Regions from separate parts of the Anas platyrhynchos genome. Here region 2 is linked to region 1. A link is a contact called in public Hi-C data. All regions are on one chromosome and are shown on one strand. Each heading gives the region's core, a stretch centred on a gene start, on an enhancer-like site or on the middle of the called end of the contact. The rest is flanking DNA. Distances are from core to core; before and after follow the strand shown.

Region 1 (3,363 bases), core at 226-2,725:
GAAACTCGGTTATGAAAAAATGCTGAGACAACGCCTTCTATAGAGAAGATTCAGGACCTTGAATTTTACGTACTAGGCTATAAATCCAGATCACCTGAATTTAGTTGAAGGAAACTGCACATTTAAGGGGTCTCATTTTATCAGTCCACTTTTCTCTCCAGTCTTTTCTATTGCTCCTGGATTAATTCTGAAGTCATCACCACAAAGCCCTCTGAAGGTGGAGACATTTCCAAGCCAGTTTGGTTATCCTAATATGCGCCTAGCTAGATCGCCATGATTTTACATTAAATTGTCTCCAAATCCACGTTTATCTGTCAGACACGAAGCCTCGATGACATTCCTTTTAAAATAGCCTCAGGTAATCCGGAGCCGCGCAGGTGGACAAAATATATGGCCGTTTCATCACGCCAACCACAGCGACCTTAGCCCTTCCCCAGGCAATTCTTGCCACATCACACACTTAGATCTCTGACTTCGATTAATATTAAACTGCTCTCTCATGCAGGTCCCGGGGCTGGGAAGGAAGGCAGCCAGCCCCCAGCCCCACCAAGCCCTACACTTCTCCTCTCTGCCCTCTGCACCACAGCCCTACGCAGAGGGTCCCCGGCCCCCCTCAGGCCACGCTCCCTCAGCGATTACAACCGAGCAGATCCCAGGAGCTGCTTTCTATCACAACAGGATTTGAAAGCAGACTGAAGCCAAGCGTAAACACACCCAGCGAAGGCCCTGCTCGCTGCCAGCCTTCCAGAGGCCTGCTTTCCTTCAGGGACGTTTTGCATCGAGAGCCCGCTGCGGCTCTGAGAGGCGACCGCCGGTGCCCACCCCGGCCCCAGCCGCCCACCGCCGCCCTTTGGGATCCCCGACGGGCTCCGAGCCCCCCGGCACCCCTTTTCCACCGGGGCCTCGGCCACAACAAAGGGACAACCCCCCCACACAAACAAAATCAAGCCGGCCAGACCAAAAGAGCCGTGAATTAACCCCAAACCCGCAGCAGAAAGCCTTCGGCTGCCCGCCTCGAGCTCTCCTCCCCCCCCCGCATCTCCCGCCGCCCCCCCGGGGCGCGTCGCCATTTCGTGAGGCGGCAGAGCCGCGGGCGGCCCGGCGCGGCGGCCAGGGGGAGAGAAGGGAGCCGAGGGGGGGAGGACGAGGGAACCCCCCCCTACACCCCGGCCCCAAAACACCCGGTGATCGCCCGGCCGGCGCAGCACGGCACGGCCCTGCCCTGCCCAACCCAGGCCCCACCGCGCCCCGGCCGGCGCTCACAGTTGCGGATATCGGAGATGAAGACGGCCAAGCCTCGCATCCCATCGCCCTTCGACACCGCCGGCATGGTGGCGAGCGATCACGGCCGCCCAGCGCCGCGCCAAAGCACCGCAACCCCACCGCCGCTTCTCCCCGCGGGGCTCCTCAGGCCGCTGCCGCCGCCTCTGCTGCGCGCAGGCGCCGCGATGGCTCCCGCTCCACGGCGGGCGGCGGGCGGCGAGGCTCGGACACCCCCTGGCGGGCGGAGGCGGCGGGGACCCGGCCCTGCCCTCCCCGTGTCCCCCTCACGGCCCCCTCACGCCCCTCTCGGCACCCCCGGTGCCGGTGTTGGGGGCTGGTTTGTGGGGCACGGCCTGTAAGGGGTAAGCGGGAGCCGCAGGGTCCTTCTGCTGAGGCGTCGGTGTCTCCTCAGGAACGGCCTAATCCCTGCCTCACCCCCTGCCCCCGCTGGTTTTAGTGATGGGTGAAGGAGGAGCGTGTGGGTTTTGCCTCAGAGAGTGTTAGCTTCTGAGAGAGAAGGAGAGGGACAGCAGATCTGACAGGGAAGTAGGATTTCAGCGGTAAGTTTTGATCTAGGATCTTATTTCTGAAGTGTGGAGAGGGAGGTACTGACTCCTTACAGTAGGATACGTAAGACCATGGTTTCCCCAGCGCGGGCCAACGCAGGACGCATCTCAGTCCTACAGCGAAAAATGGGCCCCAAAAGCTGTGCATGGGATCTCCATCACAAGCCTTGCATAGTTAGAAGAGCTGGTACATGCAGATCCTGTCACAACCCCCTGGGGTAAGCAGTGCAGTTGCTCTGCATTACACGTGGCAATTCATGCTACCCTGGGCGTGCAGGTGTGCAAGGCCAGAGCCACATGTCTCCCTCGAAGGCCATGAACCTGCAGAGCAACACAGTCCCACGCCACATCTGCTCCTGAGATGGAAAACATTTCAAGGTTAAACTTTCTTAAACACACCAAAGAGGTTGGACTGCACAGAGCATTTAATCTCACCAGTTGAAAATAGATTCAAAGGGTGTCAAAACTGGCCTAGTCCCCCTAAACCACAGTGTGTTGAGAGGTTCAGTCATAACACAAATTATTAGTAGACTTAGCAGGTTATAATGACCTCTAGAATCATGGGATTTAAGACTACTGGAGACCACTCAGGAATTTATTTAATCTGTTTTCTTGTATTCTTCAAACTATTTCATTTTGCACGGTTTTTGTTTTGTTTTTTGTGTTTTTTTTTTTTTTGTGTTTTTTTTTTTTTTTGTGTGTGTGTGTGTGTGTGTTTTTTTTTTTTTTTTTCTTCCCTGCATTGAGCCAAAAACTAGATTTTAGTCACAGTCCGTTGTCCAGAAAGGCATAGTTTTGATCTGACATCATCAAAAGGTACCAAATGTACTGTTTCTCTGGGTAGTTTGTTCCCATGGTTAATGCTCCTCATTTAAAGCTCGCATCTTACTTAAATTTATCAAGCTTCAGTGCCCATAAGTTAATGATATATTTTTCTCTCATAAATAGAGAGCTATGCAATACTTGATACTCTTTTTCAGATAGTGGTGGCACACTTCAGCCAGGTCACCTCTCAAGTGTCTTTTCTGCATGTTTTCAGGATACATTTTTACACCAGTGCTTTTCAGTTGGATATTTATTAGAAAGAGAAAATGATAGCATCTGGTAGTCAGGAATGTGTCCTTTCCTCCCTGGGCATAGTAGACCAAGTGCAGCTAGTGGCAATTGTGCACAATGCAGCTGCTCTGGATAAGGAAGTTTAGATGAAGAAAATTGTGCTTTTTCAGAGTTTTATAATCAAATACTGATGTTTAACTATAATTTCCATTTACCTTCAAAGCTGAAAACTTAAGATTTCACTACATAGGAATTCCTTTTTTCTGAAAAACAAACAAACAAACAAACAAATATTAGAGTTAAACAAAATAAGATGTTGAACTAATTTCTACTCTTGAGAGCAGAGTGACACTTAAAGGCTATGTATATCAGTTCTGTCTGGCTGCATTCCAGTCAACACTGCAGCTGTAAGATGTGCAGGTACACTTAAGCAACCTTTTAAGAAGGAACTTAAATACAGCTAGTGGAATAGCTGTGG
Region 2 (3,662 bases), core at 288-2,787, 150 kb before region 1:
TATGCCTCATTAATGAGAGCACAAAGAAGTAAAACGGAGCTAAGTAATCACACAGACTCCTACTAGTATACACGCTGTCCGGAAGATACACATTGCAGTTTAAAAACTTGGGGGTTCCAGGTAGTTACTGCAACAGGGAGAGTTCCCACCTTTCAGCATGCCAGCAAAAGAAAAAGAACAAGGGATTTGGTATTTGTACAGTTCACAATCTACTGAATATGTTTACTACGTGGAAACTAAACCAGTTTAGCATTCAGTATTTAAAAGAAACAACGCATACTCTTAGAGTACATTTAGACTCCTTTTACTGAATTACACTTTATAAATAGTATTGCTACAAGCAACAAGTGATACAACCTTTCACTTTTAAGTTGCCAACGTGTTTCAAGGAAGATCTCCTAGAGCTTTTAGACCACCCCTAAGTTTTCTGTATTCTTCCACTCACAAGACTTTTCCTAAATTAGAACAACAGGAAACTTTGAATAGGTGCGTTGCTACTTAAATAACATTTGTCCTGACAGGGCAGATCCTGACTTTCCTCCCACCTGTATTTATGTCACAGAGACACCAGACACAACACTAACCCCCTCTCGTGCTTACAGAAGATTTTAACCATTAAAGTAACACAAGAACAGGAGAAGCGGCAGGTTCATTTTAGCCATTGAAGTAAAACAAAAAACACCAGAACTGGCTGGGTCAAAGTCAGATTTTGCCAGAGGCACTGAACAGCAGTTAAAGCTTCCCCAAACACTGCCACAGTCTTAATAAATTCTGATTTTGAAAAAGGTGCCAACAAAAAAAAAAAAAAAAGAGAGAGAAAAAAAAACAGTAACTACACAATATGTTTACAGGAATCTGTAGCAGCTGAGTTTAGAGAAGGAAAGCGCAGGCAGGTACCAGGGAGGCGCTTCTGTGTCAGCACCGAGAGCCAGCAGCGAAGCGCGAGTAAAGTTGTGCAGCAACAGCAGCGGGACGAGGGGCTGCAGGGGGGCACCGCGCACCTCCCCCGCTGCTGGGGGCCCCTTCGCCCCCTCCAGAGCCGCGGGGGGAACCCGGCCGGCCCCCGGCACCACCCCCGGAGGTGCCGCTGAGGCAGCCCGTGGCGGCGGGCAGGCACCGCTCCCCCCGGCGCGGCCCGGGCCCTCCCCGCCGCGCCCAGGCCCGCGGCACCCCCCGGCCTCGGCCCGCCAGGCCCGGCCTGGGCTCCGAGCGCGCGGCGGGGCCCGCCCGAGGCCCGCGGCCTGAGGCGAGCCCGGCGCTGCCTGAGGGGCGCCCGCAGCCCCCCTGTGCCGGAGCGGGGCAGGCGCCAGGCCCGGGCAGGCGCGGGAGAGGCAGCAGCGAGGCGGCGGCTCCCCGAGGGGAGCGGGAGGGAGGCGGGAGGGAGCCGCGGAGCCGCCGTACCTCGGCGAGGCGCGTCCCGCCGCCTCACGGCCCCGGCTGGCTCCGCTCAGGCGGGCAGGGCTCCGCTCGCCACCATCACCGCCGCTCCAAGATGGCGGGCATAGCAGCTCCTGCCAGCCCCCCCCCTCCCTCCGCCCCGCCTGCCAATCATCCCGCCCCGGCACCGCCCCCCGCCGCCCCACGCGCCGTTGCTATTGGGCAGCGGCCGAGGCGCCGTCGCTGATTGGGGGATTCGCGGGTGTCAGTCGCTCGCTCGCGGCGCTGTGACGGGGTGGGACGGGGTGCGGGGGCGGGCTCTCGGGTTGTTGTCAGCCAGTCAGCGCACGGGGCGGGCGCGCCTCGCTTCCCACCTTCCCCGCTTAGCAACACGGTGACGTCGAAATGACAGGCGTTCCCTTCGACCAATCAGGAGAGCGGATGCCTCTTTTTAAAAAAAATAAAAAGCCCCCTCCGTCCAATCCGGAGCTGAGCTGCGGGGACCCGGCGGGAGGGCCACAGCGGGAGGGGCGGGCGCCTGCGCTGGCGCTCTCCCTTTGGCCTTGCCCCCCGCGGCTCGCCATTGGCCGGCGCGCGGAGCCACGCCCCCGGCGCGCGCCGCACGGGCGCCAAACTGCCTGACAACAAGCCCGGGGGGGGGGGGGGGGGGGGGGGGGGGGCGAGGCCGTGTGGGGAGGGCGGGCAGGGAGCGGCGGCAGCACGGGGAATTAGCTCAAATGGTAGAGCGCTCGCTTAGCATGCGAGAGGTAGCGGGATCGATGCCCGCATTCTCCAGCGGATTTGTTTTCTTACCCGGAACTGGGTGAATTTCGCCCAACGTTTGAGGCGTGTTTTACCAAAGCACAACGAAATAAATCAAAGTGTAAAAAGGTGTAAAAATAGGGGAGAAAGGGGGATCAGGGAGCTGAGCCCGACCCTACAAACCACATCTCACCCCCTGGGCCCGCCGCAGTTTCCTGCCCTGTGCCCTGACAGACTTTTTACCAGAGAAAAGCCCCAAATGCTGTCTCTGAGGCACAGACCCAGCCAGGGCGCCTGCCGCCTTCCCTCACAGCCTCACACCGCCTCTGGCCAGGCTGCTGGTGACCACTGCTGTCCCCTCACCCCCCTGGGCAGCCCTCCCATTTCCCAAAGGCCCTGGCATGGCACCCCTCTGGGGCACCTTTGCCTCTGGTGATACTTCTGGGGGCAAAAAAAAAAGAATAAAAGAGTGCTTCCATTAGCATGTGCTTTCTCTGAACGGAGGCAGGGAGCCGTGGTTTATAATACACCTGTGAAAGCCAGGTGAAGATGCTTGCTTCCAAGGAAAAGGGAGCCAGCAGATTTGTTGTAATGGCATACACATAATAGCTGCAAACAGGCTCACGTGCCCTGACCTTTGCACTTCAGACACACACTCATGCAGCAGAAACTCTTGCCAGCTGCTCAGGTACTTGGTTTCATAATTCCAGTTGCATAAAGGGCTGGACGCAGCGTCAGCTTTCTTCTCGTTCCTACATCTTTCCTACCAGTTCATCAACTTCTGGCAACAGTTTGCTGTGCTTTCTGTAGGCTTCAGGGGTTCTCCCAAGGATTGAGTCACAACGTGCTTTACACTGCGAGGAGCCACCCTTGCTCATTTTACTCTTCGGCATATAGTGGTACATCCTTATTTTACAAAACCTCCGCGACCAGAAGCCCTATCCAAGCTGTAGGGTTGGTGGTTTGCTTCTATTAGAAAGAGATTAGTGACTGCTGGGTCAGGCACACGAGCATCTTACTCTGCCTGAATAAGTCAGTACAGCCTCAGTAATTACAGATACATGTGATCTTAATGTGTCACTAACATATGGTCAAAACACAGCAGCATGAAATGCACTTGCTGAGCCATAGAATTGTGCAGTTAGGCCTCTGGGCATAGAGCCTGGTTTTGTTTTCTTTTTCATGCAAGCATATTTATTTTAGTAAAAGAAATAAATAAGTAAGTAAAAAAAAATGCATCCTCAAGACCATCAATGTGAAATGGGACGTTGTTTCTTCATTCATTATTTCAGCTGATGCTCAGCCCAGAAGGCTCTATAGACTGTTCCACTTTTTAGCTGTGTCCTTTCTCTCTTCTTTCACTGTATCTGTTTCGTTTGTTTGTCTGTGTCATGTTAGTGTTAGGTCATAGGTTGGACTAGGTGATCTTGGAACTCTCTTCCAACCTAAATGATTCTATGACACTTTTTTATTCTAGCAGGGAGTATCTGTACAGAATACAACAGAGATTTCCCTATATAAAG

Evidence for each region. A called contact is a pair of places that touch in the nucleus more often than the background predicts.
Region 2: a Hi-C map of liver shows a contact between it and region 1, with 5 times the contacts expected there. The contact joins the promoter of PPP6R3 here to the promoter of AP2A2 in region 1. A contact is called at or near these places in 3 of 8 Hi-C or Micro-C datasets (liver, skeletal muscle and subcutaneous adipose tissue).

The regions. Positions count from the first base shown.
Region 1 is chr5:46,884,856-46,888,218 of IASCAAS_PekinDuck_T2T, reverse strand. AP2A2 (adaptor related protein complex 2 subunit alpha 2) reads right to left here and starts at 1,475. Exons shown (of 23, transcript XM_027459677.3): 1 at 1,264-1,475. The coding sequence starts at 1,330. CHID1 (chitinase domain containing 1) reads left to right here and starts at 1,687. Exons shown (of 13, transcript XM_072038957.1): 1 at 1,687-1,823.
Region 2 is chr5:47,039,565-47,043,226 of IASCAAS_PekinDuck_T2T, reverse strand. It overlaps PPP6R3 (protein phosphatase 6 regulatory subunit 3), which reads right to left and starts at 1,537. Exons shown (of 23, transcript XM_072038968.1): 1 at 1,402-1,537. TRNAA-AGC (transfer RNA alanine (anticodon AGC)) reads left to right here and starts at 2,100; the gene lies at 2,100-2,172.